Linked DNA regions of Sus scrofa: region 2 is linked to region 1. A link is a contact called in public Hi-C data. All regions are on one chromosome and are shown on one strand. Each heading gives the region's core, a stretch centred on a gene start, on an enhancer-like site or on the middle of the called end of the contact. The rest is flanking DNA. Distances are from core to core; before and after follow the strand shown.

Region 1 (5,606 bases), core at 1,522-4,021:
TTACTTTATAAGTTCATTTTGATGTTACAGGTCAAATGTTTAGTAGCAGTAGATACTCTTTCTCCCTCCACTATCCCCCCACCCCCCTGCCATGTTTACTGATTTTTGTGTTCTGTTTAAGTCTTTAGTATACCCACTAGGTGGTGTCCCAATTCAGAAATTTTGCTATGGTACTTTAGATAGGGTTCTGTGCAAACTGAAAGAAAAGGAGTCAGATAGAGTTGACCCATAATAATGCTTAAATACTTTGGGTAAGGTGTTAGATCTTAGAATTAAATATCAAAAGAAAGTTTAATTTGTGAACAGAAATGCTAGAGTTAAAATGAAAATGTGTAAAATATTTTTACACTTCAGTTTCTTGAATCTTTAAGGAATATATGTTAGACCTGTGGTATGAACAGACTTTAAGCACAGGTTGCTTCAAGAATTTAGGATTCCTTGTTGTGGTTAGAGAGTGGGATGAAGGACACAGAGAAAAGAGAGATTATAATTAATCTGTTGTAAGAGGTTGTAAATAATAAACATGTTTTACTCCAAGCTCAGAGAAGGAGAAATATTCTAAAAAGGAAAATCCATAGGTTGAGACTCTGGTTTGGATATAAAATGATTGGTTTTTGTGTTTCAAAATCCTAACAATAACTTCAGTGGTTCCAGATGTTTTTGATAAAAATTTGGAATTGTCACATCAGCAGCAAAAGCACAGGCTGCAGACTCTCTGCTGTGGAGAGTGCTGAACAGATCCAGAGAGGAAAGCAAAACAGACTGTGTTTCCCCACCCAGAGCATTTGTTCTCCAAGAAGGAACAGAATACACAAGAAAGTCCTTTTAATGTGTTCATGTGTACAGAAAGAGTAGGAAATCTAGATATCCAGCCTGTAGCACAAAGCCAGCATATATCAGAAATTTTTAAAAGTTAATTTGTCTCAAAACAGGCATCTGGGCCATTTCAGACAATTATATTTTGAAACAGGTTTCTCTCTAATTATATAAACTTCATCTGGACAGAGATCTTGATCTTTGTTTTCTTTTGTTTGCCTTTTCTGCAAGGCACAGTATATCTGTTAAATCAGTATAGATTATCTACATTTAAGTCAACAGTTAGATGAAGTTGGGAATAGAAAGACTCTATGGTGATTAAAGCATCCGTGATCCCCTAGGGAGATGCCTGGGAACCTTGGAAGCAGGAAACATTTGATTCTAATTAAAAACCAAAGGGAGTGGCAGTGAGGAATAAACCATATTGAGGACAGAGGGGAGGCAGCTTTGTGTTTATATGGGGAGGAGGTGGAGTTCTAACTTATAGCTTGGTGAAAGTTCATACAGAAAAGATAATGAGCTCTCTGTTTTTCCCCACACTAAAGCCTAAAGGAACTTTGTGCCCTAGACCACATAGTTTCAAAGTATTTGTAAATAAAAATCCCTGGCCAAGTCCCACCCTTTTGATAAGCCTGAGCTAGAATTTTACTTACAACTTTGTAATGTCTCTAATCATCTGGTTTCTACCATTTTCCATATTACTCTAATGAAAAGCAACATGTTTCACCGTGCACATTAGTATCATCACAGAACCAAGGCTCACTGGGGGCGTGTGGGGAAGGGGAGGGGCTGTACACCTCCTGCCTTGGATGAGGCTGTGAGGATTAGGGGGAGAGGGCCCTCCCCCACCGAGGCTCTGAGTTGGTTAGAGCCATAGCTGTGGTGTGTAAATACATGAGACAAATGCTTGCATTCTAGCAGGGTTTGCTGCATTGCTCTGCTTTGAGCTGGTTAGCGACTAGAATGCCTGACCCAAGGAAACGGTGACTCACCAGACCTTCTATACCTCTTTTATAGCTCCTGGAGAGCGTTATCACCAGCTCTTTGATAGTGATAGAAATTTAGATATTGAGTCTCTTTTTCCTTCCAGTTATGGTCTTTGAGCCCCTCATTCACACTCTCTTGGTCTAGCTAAGGACTCCTCTAGCCTCTTGAGGAAAATGTCTGCAGCCTAATGCTCTTAGGAGAACATCTTTTCATTTTTTCCTCTCCCCACTCTTCTTCCCTTTCTGTTTCACTCCGTTCCTTCTCCTTTCCCTCCCAGATCACTCATGACTCAAGTGAGAGGATGAATTCTAGAACAAGTCTGCCCCTGAGAATCTTGGCTAGGGTGGGGCTGGAGGGCTCCCAGATGGTAAAACAGGCCAGCGAAGTAACAGAGCCACAGTTAACATGAATGGAGGCTTTGAAGGGGGAAGAAGTCCCAGCCAGGTGACAGTTCTTAGTCACAAAAAGTGCTGACACACTTACCCATTCATCCCACTCCTTTCCTCCTAAATTTTCTTTAAAGCCCTCCCACATCACTTCTCTCCTCCCCACAAAAAACAACAACAACAAAAAAAAGAAAAACCCTGACCTTTTGATGATTTTAAAGCCTTGTCACACAAGGCTTTTGTAACCTCTTCTGGATCCTAGAGACATAGCCCTGAAATATCTGGCTAGCATTTTTCTCATATTAAATCACTGGTTTGCATTTGGCAGAAAGATACAGTGTGTGCCTTGGGTAGTTTCAGTTTCCCCAACTTCATGGGACAGATAAATATGTTGTACTTGCCTGTGGTGTTTAGGATGACACCCCCCTCGCTTTATTACCATACTGCCCAGGCATCAGAGCACTCAGGGTGCATCTGGAAATGCCTGACAGAGCCTTTTTCCTAGGGAACAGCGTGAGGAGGAGGGGGGAGGAAGCGGGTTGGAAAAGGAAGCCTTGTTTTTCTCTTCTTCGTCTGTGGATGAATCATGTTCCCACCACTGCAATTAGGTTTTCAAGCCTCCGGGGCTGCTGGTGCAGAGCTGAAAGGGCAAGTAGTGACGTTCTTGAGAGTGAGGGAAAAGGGGAGAGGGGGCTGGGGTAGGGAAGGGCCAGCGCCCAAGAAGGGAGGGAGCAAAAAGGAGGAGTGGTCTTTTTTTTTTTTTTTTTTTCCTTCCTCTCCTCTTTTCCCTCTGCTGTCATTAGATATTTTCAACTGAAATCGGAATCAAGCCCTACTGCCTGGTGAGCAAGAGGCTGACTAAAGACTCTTTACTTTGAACAGAATCTCAAAGCTTCAGCTTTTTTTTTTTTTTTTTCCCGTAAAGGAAAAATTGATTTTCCTTGTCTTCGTTTTTCTTTTTTAAACAAGAGGATTTAATGAACAGATTTTTTTCCTAGCATCCCTTCGAAATAGAGTTGCCTTCCCTTTTTCTCTTTCTCTTTTCCTGACAAAGTACATACTGGATTTTTATTGCCTGCTTTGGGCTATTCCCGCACGTGTGTCGGCCATTATGCGCAGCCTGTTAATTCTTAATTTTTCTACTGGAGTTATCGCCAGTGATGAAAACGGCGTGTGCTTTTCCTTCCGTCAAGATCTGCATAAAGTATAGCATCAGGAGGCATTTACTGTTTATGTTGTAAATTCATCATCCCAGTGCTCTGAAGTTGCCAGGAAGTTCTTGGTTCAAGGAATTGGGATTCTGCTTGGTTTCTTTTTAATTCTTTTTTTTTTTTAGCCCCTTGAGGGTTTTATGCATAGAGGAGTCTGGAAGGCACAAGTCCCCTCCAGCTCACTGTGAGAAATTTGGAACTCTGGACTTGGGCGAGCACACTGGCCCCCCAAGTTGACAGTGGGTACATCTCTCGCATCTTGTTTCCTCTCTTCTGCATTTGGACAAAATGTATGAACGGCACAAGAGGCGCTACAGCCTATGTGACATCTCCAAGGTGCACAGGACTGTGGACGTGGTGTTGCTGAAGGTAAGGGGCCACACTTCATCCATTCCAAAACTCAGGCTCTGTGTCTTCGAATCCAGTGACTAGGTCCTTGGGAGAAAGGCTGAGAAGTGTGTCGGTCAGAACAGTGAGGAATCAGGGAAGGGAAGGGCGTTGGGTTGGTGATCTTAAGGTTCTTGAGAGAATATCTGAACAGAAACAGTGGGTGCTTGAGAATCAGCATTGAGCCCCTTAGTGTTTCAGTGTCATTTTATTTGCCGTGAAATGGATTCTTATGCTTAGGAGAACCTCATAGCCTTGAAAATCATAGAGGGAGAAATTCATCTTCAGAGTTGCTCTTTCCTGAGATGTCTCTGCCTATTGCTCTCTCCCTGTCATCCCCAGCCCAGGCCCCCTATCTGTGGCGTATCCTTCTCTGGCTCTCTCCTTCTGCCTCTGTTTCTTAGTCTGTCTTTTGCCTGAATCTTTTCTATCTGTTGTTTCTGCAGTCTCTACTCACAACTCTTTAGGGGAAAGATAGTACTTACTTCCTTTGGAAGGATCTCCGGTCAGTCTATTTATTAAAGTGGCAAAGTGACCCTTTCCGCTTGGTTTGACTACTTTTCAAGTCTAGCCTCTGACTGTTAATAGCTGTATTTGTTTGTTTTCTCCCATTAGTAATGTTGGTGTCTAAGCAGGATGGGGGCGGAGACTCTGGATGGCTAATTGCTCACAGAAGGCATCCTGGAATCTAAAATTAGCAAGGAGTCTTCCAGCCATAAGATGGGAGTCTGGGAATGTTGGACTCAAGGAACACTTTTTGGAAGTTTAGCAGCTTTCTCACAAAGGCAGGGGAAATTGGAAGCCAACCAAATGTTGCACAGATGCCAAAAGAACTTCAGTCTCTGAACCTGTGAGGGTGTGGAGCCAGCAGAGTCTAGGCAAAGTAGTAATGTACTGCCCTGGTTAGGGAAATAGCAGGGCTCTTGTATTGATTTATCAATTCAGCTTATTACTTGAGACTCCTTAATTTTTTCCCCCTTTGGTCCATTGAGGCCAAGAAAAATGGCTCAGAAGGCTAGACACAGAAGCCAATGAATAATAACACCAAGCTGTGCGAGGGGCTAGGTAGAGGAGCCGTGATTTGTGGTGGAGTGGCATCACTGTCCCATATAATCACTATCAGGTGGTGCTTTGACTTTCCAGGCCTAGGCTGAGAGTCGTGGGCAACTTGGCATAGTGAACTTGATCCAAGTTATTGATTTTACATTCTCTGAAATGTGATTTCACTATGAAATCACAGTAATGTTTCAAAATTTTTGTCCTCATATATTTAGGAGAGCCTAGTTTTTAGGACCTTTATTTGCTTGACTCTGTGATCTTACCTGTCTAGGGAAGAAGCAAAGAAGGAAAAAGGGAAGGAGGATAGAAAAGACCAGTCTGTATATTGTGAGGAATGTGCTACATTTAAAACAAAATGTGCGGTGCTCTCTACTCTCGAGGGGCACGAAAGCCTTTACTAGTGGAGCTAAATCAACACAGGCTTATTATTGGCCTTGTAGAGACTGTTTTCCAGTTTTAACAAAACACTTCCATATACATTATTCCTTTGAGACTGGCTTGTCAGCGGCAACTGTTTCTCCCATTTTCCTACGAAGAGTTTGAGGCTTCTCTTGAGCCAGGGTAAGGGATGTGAAGGACTTGAGCCATGTGAATTTTTTTTGTCCTACAAGGCCACGGCTATTAAAGGACATAATTAGTTTTTTAGATGTACCTGTGTTTGGTTTTTTTGCACCATGCTGCCTTTATATAATGAAAGATTTTTAGTAGGGAAATCTTCACTTCTCAGAAAACAGGCATTTATTTCAACTAAGTAAACATG
Region 2 (5,992 bases), core at 635-3,134, 97 kb after region 1:
CTCAGTCCCTGGGCCTGGTGAAGGATGTGATTGGAGCTGTGAACAGCAAAGTGGCAAGTTATGAAAAGAAAGTCCGTCTCAATGAGATTTATACGAAGACAGATAGCAAGTCGATCATGAGGATGAAGAGTGGTCAGATGTTTGCCAAGGAGGATCTGAAGCGGAAGAAGCTTGTGCGGGATGGGGGCGTGTTTCTGAAGAGTGCGGCAGGAAGGTTGAAAGGTGAGGCTCACTTTTGTCTGGGGCTAAAAGCACGTGCCAGAGGGGAGCAGGCCGAATCCAAGTGTGTTTGTTTAGTAATTCACCACCAGATTGTTCCTAGGGACCCATGTCCACACATCACACAGAAGCAAGTCATTTAATTGTTCCTAATCTTGTATCAAAAAGGACAGGTTTGAGAAGGCTCACAACACTGTACAAAATACAGTAAGATAATGAGGAAGCGATGCAGGCCTAGGAGAGGTGGGTGACGCCGTTGGGCTTGGGTGTGGCAAAACAGTTGCCAGGAGGGAAACACCGTCAGTTGCACAGTTCATAGACTCTGAGATTAAAAATACATCACTCATTCCAAAGAGATGTCAGAGGAATTTTCAGTTCCTGAGACCTTAGAGAAACGTAAGTTTAACTCAACAGCAACTAGATTTATTATTAAACCTTGTTACTCATATCCTTAATCTTTCTCTAAGCAAAAGAGAGCACAAAAGATACTCTTTTGTCCATTTGATTTTGGTTTTTACTTTTTAAGTGATCAGCTCCTTCACGTTAAGGAAATTAGGTTTATTAACTCATCTGTACATCTGGGTTTGCTTTAATAATTGTTTTTATCAAACCTATATTTTCTGGTGCTGTCTGGTAACTCTAACCTCACCAGTAGCCTTGGGTATACCCAGCCCTCTCCCTGGCCTTAGTGAGCTGAGTACACAAAGCAGCCCGGTGCTGTCAGCCCACTGGCATACAGCTCAGGTGAGTGAAACGGGTGCTTTTCTCATCTCCGAAGTCTAAGTGATGCTGTAGGTCACTACTGTCAGAACTCCCAAGAGTCCTTAGCTAGCGTTTCACCATGCTTAGGCCAACTATAAAGAAGTCCCAGGCGATCAGCTGGTCTCAGAGGTGAATGAAGCAGGACACCCTGCATTCTGAGATTGGGATCAGAATGAAGACGTGTAAAGAGGTTCTTGCTCCGCAGTATGATGGGACTGGAAGAGAGGTGTGGACTGGGGACTGGGAGAGGGTTGAGAGGTCCTTGTGAGAGCCTCGCTCAGCCCCAGTGAGGGTGGGAGGTGAACATGAGTTCAGTCTCAAAGGATGAAGAGGGAGCCAGACAGGTGGGAGGAGTAAGTGGAAGTGCAGAGATGAAGGGTCTGGCATGTGGAGAAGGGCGGGTGGTCAGGGTCTGGGACAAGCAGCAGAGTGAGACCGGGAGGGACAGGAAATAAGGCTGCAGCATCAGCTGGGGGCCGGGTTGGAGCGGGTGTGTACTCTGGACTGACTGCTGGGCTGACAGTGATCCTGGTGATAGGAGTGGGCGAAGAGTGGATTCAGAATCGAGGCTTTTAAGCAGGAAAAGGGTGGATTAGAGTGCATATAATTGAGCTGCCGGGGGCGGTGTAGCTACAGCGAGAGTGAAGAGGGCAGTCACTGTTACAGGGGTGCTAGGAAGGGCTTATCCAGGCAGGGCCATTTCAGAGAGAAGAAATACCCCTTCCTGCCACCAACCAGCCATGTATGTCACTGCTGCGTGGTGCACTGGAACCGAATGATCCCTGAGGCCCCTTCCTCCCAGCCCTGGTACTCAGCTGTCCTGAGACCCACAGCTGAGGACCCTGCCTTCACTGCCACTTCAGGACCAGCTTTGAGGCAGCCTGGCAGTTGAGAAGCACCTCCTCTCTCTTCTCTCCTGTAAGGATGGGTTTCCTAGAGCTGCTGCTGCCTGGAGCCAGCACTGTGTTCTTTCCTTTATACAGCATTTTATTGATTCATTCCCAAAATAAAAAGTAATAGATCCCAGCTGTTGGAATAAAGTTGTGGTCAAAGCAATGGTAGAACGATACGTTTTCTGGCCTGAAATGTCTCCAGTGGAGATAGGAATTGGTGTTTAGTCATTTTCACCCCAAGTGAACTTGTGCCAAGAACAGCCAGTACTATGTTGGGTAACCTTTGAAAGGGATGGGATTGTTTTTCTCTGATCTACTGACACTGATCATATAAACTTCAAGATCTAATAAAGTTGAAACTTGTGTTTTAGAACCTTTTTTTTTTTTTTTGGCAGACACCTGAACTATTTAAAAGTAAACTTTAAAAAAATTGTCAAAACTAATGGTAGTACATGGAAAATTACTCTAGTCCAGGCTGAAAAACTAGACCTCCCTAGGAATCAGACATTCTTGCTTCTGTTTTCTTCATAGCTTCGCAACGAATTACACAGAGAGGGGACCCCAGTTTTGGCAAAAGTGGTAGAAAAGGCCAGGAGGGGCCTGACCACCCAGAAGGGAACTGCATATAAGTCAGCCCGTTCTTTCTCTCCAGGGAGTCAAAATAGGCTCCCCTCTCCAGAATGAGGGTGGTACAGAGGGGCCGGCCTGTTAGATCTCAGTAGATGGCCCACCCCCAGGAACAGCACAGTTTGCCCTCAAGGAGGTAGTGGAAAGTGTCACTTCATACTCCTAAAGAATTAGAGCAAGAGTTTGTGACATTCTTTTGATTCCTGGGCCCAACTAGAGATGTTCATCTGGCTTTTGTTCTGTTTTAACTGAGATGCAGAGAGGTTGAGGTTGTCTGTGGTGTGTTGGAACTGGGGCTCAGAGAGGTTCTCACAAGGACTTTTGCTGCCAGTGGCCATTGTCCAGCCATCCCGTCCTCCCAGGGGTATGGAGGAAGTCTGCCTTTCATTGAACCGAGATATTCTTCTACCTCACCTTCTGGCAGCCTCCCTGTCTGCTGTCCCACGCCTTTCCCAGTACTATGATCAGAAGTGAAGAGTTAGTGACCTGAGCATTTTGTAGCATATGTTGCCATTAACATCTGTTGGAGTCCTGCTTCCCAACTTTTAAAAGTATTTTGTTCTAAAAACCTTGCTCATGGGATATATCGTTCCAGCACAGAGTGCTTTTAAGCCTTCCTACAACAAAGCTTTGGTGATAAATCCCATCTTAAAATGCTTCTGAAAGTCTCAAGACCAGATCCGGGAGGAGTGATCTCCACCCCATGTGCCCGTGGGTGTGCTGCTGAGTTAGTCTCTAATAAAGCCTGAAGGCTCTTGCTGGTTCTGCTCACTGGTCTCTCCTCTCCACTCTGCAGAGGTTCAAGCGGTCCTGCTTACTGACATTTTAGTTTTCCTTCAAGAAAAAGACCAGAAATACATCTTTGCGTCACTGGTAAGTGGAATTGTTCTTCTACTGTTTGTAGTTAACAGTGCTCAGTTTGCAGTTAATACGGGGAGGGTGAGTCGTGAGTGTAATGCAGTATTACTGCTCTCCCACCCCTCAGACTTAACTGGCCCAGGACAGAGTCCTCCAAGTTATTTCTTACATGCTCTTGCAGTTTTCTGTCCACCTCCCCCCACCCCCGAGTCTCCCAATTATTTTTCTTTTTCCTCATAATCCTTTTGAGGGCCTTTGGTATTTGATCTAAAAAGAAATCTGTCACTAGAGTATTGCTCATAAATTGTTTTTCAAATTGTGCCAATTTAAAACATTTCCAACCAGATTCTGTGATGAACCTGAAAGGGCTCATCATGTAGAAAACATGATTCGAACCTTTATAGCCTTAAATTTTCGTTTCCTTTTTGGAAATCTTTTTTCTGTTTGATAAAGTAAGTGAAGTAATGAGTTATTTCTTTTTCTCCCAAATCTGCCATTGTTTGTTAAGCCATATGCTTTTAAAGGGCAGCTAGTCTTACCTTAGTTGGAAGCTGTCATAAGAGTTAGACTATTGTATTCATGTCTTATGTCCGCCCTCTCCCCTTTTTCCAGGACCAGAAATCAACAGTGATCTCTTTGAAGAAACTGATTGTAAGAGAAGTGGCACATGAGGAGAAAGGTTTATTTCTGATCAGTATGGGGATGAAAGATCCAGAGATGGTGGAAGTCCATGCCAGCTCCAAAGAGGAGCGGAACAGCTGGATTCAGATCATCCAGGACACAATCAACACCCTGTGAGTCAGACCCCAAGCCCATCCTTGCTTCCTGATGCCCCTGTGATTTCATAATGGACTGGGCAGCCGTCAGGACCATTGACATCTTAAGAGTCTTCTGTTTTGTTGTGGTTGTATTAGGAACAGAGATGAAGATGAAGGAATTCCTAGTGAGAATGAGGAAGAAAAGAAAATGTTGGACACCAAAGCCCGGGAGTTAAAAGGTAAAGCCGGTGGAGTGGTCTGAGGCCCTGCCTGTGGGGCAGGTCAGCCACACAGAGCCCCGGTTGTGTCTCGGTCCCAGAGCCATCCCAGCAGGAAGGGGAGCACCCAAATCTGAACTGATACAGGTCCTGGTGAAAAGCAGCCATAAGAATGGATCTGGGAGTTGCCGTCATGGCGCAGCAGAAACAAATCCAACTAGGAGTCATGAGGTTGCGGATTTGATCCCTGACCTCGCTCAGTGGGTTAAGGATCCAGCATTGCTGTGAGCTGTGGTGTAGGTCTCAGAGGCGGCTCAGATCCTGCGTTGCTGTGACATAGGCCGGCAGCTGTAGCTCCGATTTCATCCCTAGTCTGGGAACTTCAATATGCTGTGGGTGTGGCCCTAAAAAGAAAAAAAAAAGAATGTATCTGATGCTCAATGGAGGGGATGTTGATTCTCTTGTCTCAATATCAGCGTCCCTGGACCCTGGTGACAGTCTTTGTACTTTGTCACAGAAGAATTTTCCAGAATGCATGGTCACATCTAAGATTAAAACAGGAAGGGGAGAAAGTCCTTGGGGGAAAGAATTTTCCAGCTAATAATGTGTATCAGTCACCCATCACTGTGCCATGCATCCCAAATGTGTTAGAAGTGGTTTGGGGAGAAGTGTGCCTGTGGGTTATGTTTGACCACTGTCTGTTGAGGCCCTACTGTTTCTTATAGTCTTGTAAGCATCCTGGAAGACCTGTATGCTAACCCCCCACTGTGCAGAGAGAAAGCTGAGGCCCACAAGGGCCAAGCAGCCCAGCAGAGCCCGGCCTCTGAGCCTGGTGCTCATCCCTCTTTGCTGTCGCTAAATGAATGTTCTGAAGTCAACACTACTATGCTTTGGGTAGAAATGAGGCCCAGAGTCAAATAAATGTAAGTACCCAGGCAGTTCAGTTAGTCCTTCAAGCAGGGTGAGGTGGTAACATTCTGCCTCAGAAAGGAGGAAGAATAAAGATGGACAGATTCAAACTGGAGCCATCATGTCAAATTTCTTGGCCTGTGATTAGGATGACAGAGATCAAAACTTCCCTCTTTTCACGTGTGTGAAGCACCTGGCCAGGCGTAGTGCTAGGTGCTAGGGATGCAAGGATTCCTAGAACTAAGTCCCTACCACTCGGAAGCCCACACTCTGGCAGAGGAAACATACATAAAAGACAGGCCACCAAGTGGTTTAATAGACCATAGGCACATAGAAAGTGTTGGGAGCCTGCCTGTCCTAAGTCTCGCAGAGAAGCTGACACAGGAGCTACATCTGAAAAAAATAAGCTCACCAGATGAAGAGTTAGGTGAAAAGTGGAAAGGAACTTGACATGTCTACCAGGGAGTGACAGGTTTGCCATGTCCAGAGAGATGGGGCTGAGTGATGAGAGATTAAGCTAGGAATCCACCGCATCTTGAAAGGCAAATAGAGAATGATAGCATTTTTTAGCAAAATTTAAACTTAAAATTTTTTAAATTGGTATTGAATCCAATTAAGAGAATTGCTTGGGGGATGGGGTTGGAGGAGCCCACTGGGAGTGGAAAACCCAGTCAGGAGACTCTTGGGATACGTTTGGTGAGAAAGGGTTGGTGTGGGGTGGATGTAAGGAACTGCTGGGGGTGGGGGA

Evidence for each region. Hi-C and Micro-C count contacts between places; a contact is called where the count stands out from the background.
Region 2: a Hi-C map of embryonic fibroblasts shows a contact between it and region 1, with 1.5 times the contacts expected there. The contact joins two enhancer-like sites. A contact is called at or near these places in 15 of 47 Hi-C or Micro-C datasets (alveolar macrophages, blood, brain and 8 more) and 2 of 2 datasets of contacts at active chromatin or transcription factors (alveolar macrophages and skeletal muscle).

The regions. Positions count from the first base shown.
Region 1 is chr7:88,102,755-88,108,360 of Sscrofa11.1, forward strand. All of the region lies in intron 8 of AKAP13 (A-kinase anchor protein 13), which reads left to right. Among named protein-coding and RNA genes, the nearest start is that of KLHL25, 190 kb to the right of the region's middle. Within about 2 kb of position 2,772, at least 49 of the 83 cell types and tissues checked have an H3K27ac peak or open chromatin away from gene starts, as enhancers often do. A contact at or near this core is called in alveolar macrophages, embryonic fibroblasts, liver and 3 more, where this site is marked.
Region 2 is chr7:88,200,292-88,206,283 of Sscrofa11.1, forward strand. It overlaps AKAP13 (A-kinase anchor protein 13), which reads left to right. Exons shown (of 38, transcript XM_021099912.1): 27 at 1-222; 28 at 3,298-3,374; 29 at 3,972-4,153; 30 at 4,274-4,356. Among named protein-coding and RNA genes, the nearest start is that of KLHL25, 89 kb to the right of the region's middle. Within about 2 kb of position 1,885, at least 20 of the 83 cell types and tissues checked have an H3K27ac peak or open chromatin away from gene starts, as enhancers often do. A contact at or near this core is called in alveolar macrophages, embryonic fibroblasts, liver and 3 more, where this site is marked.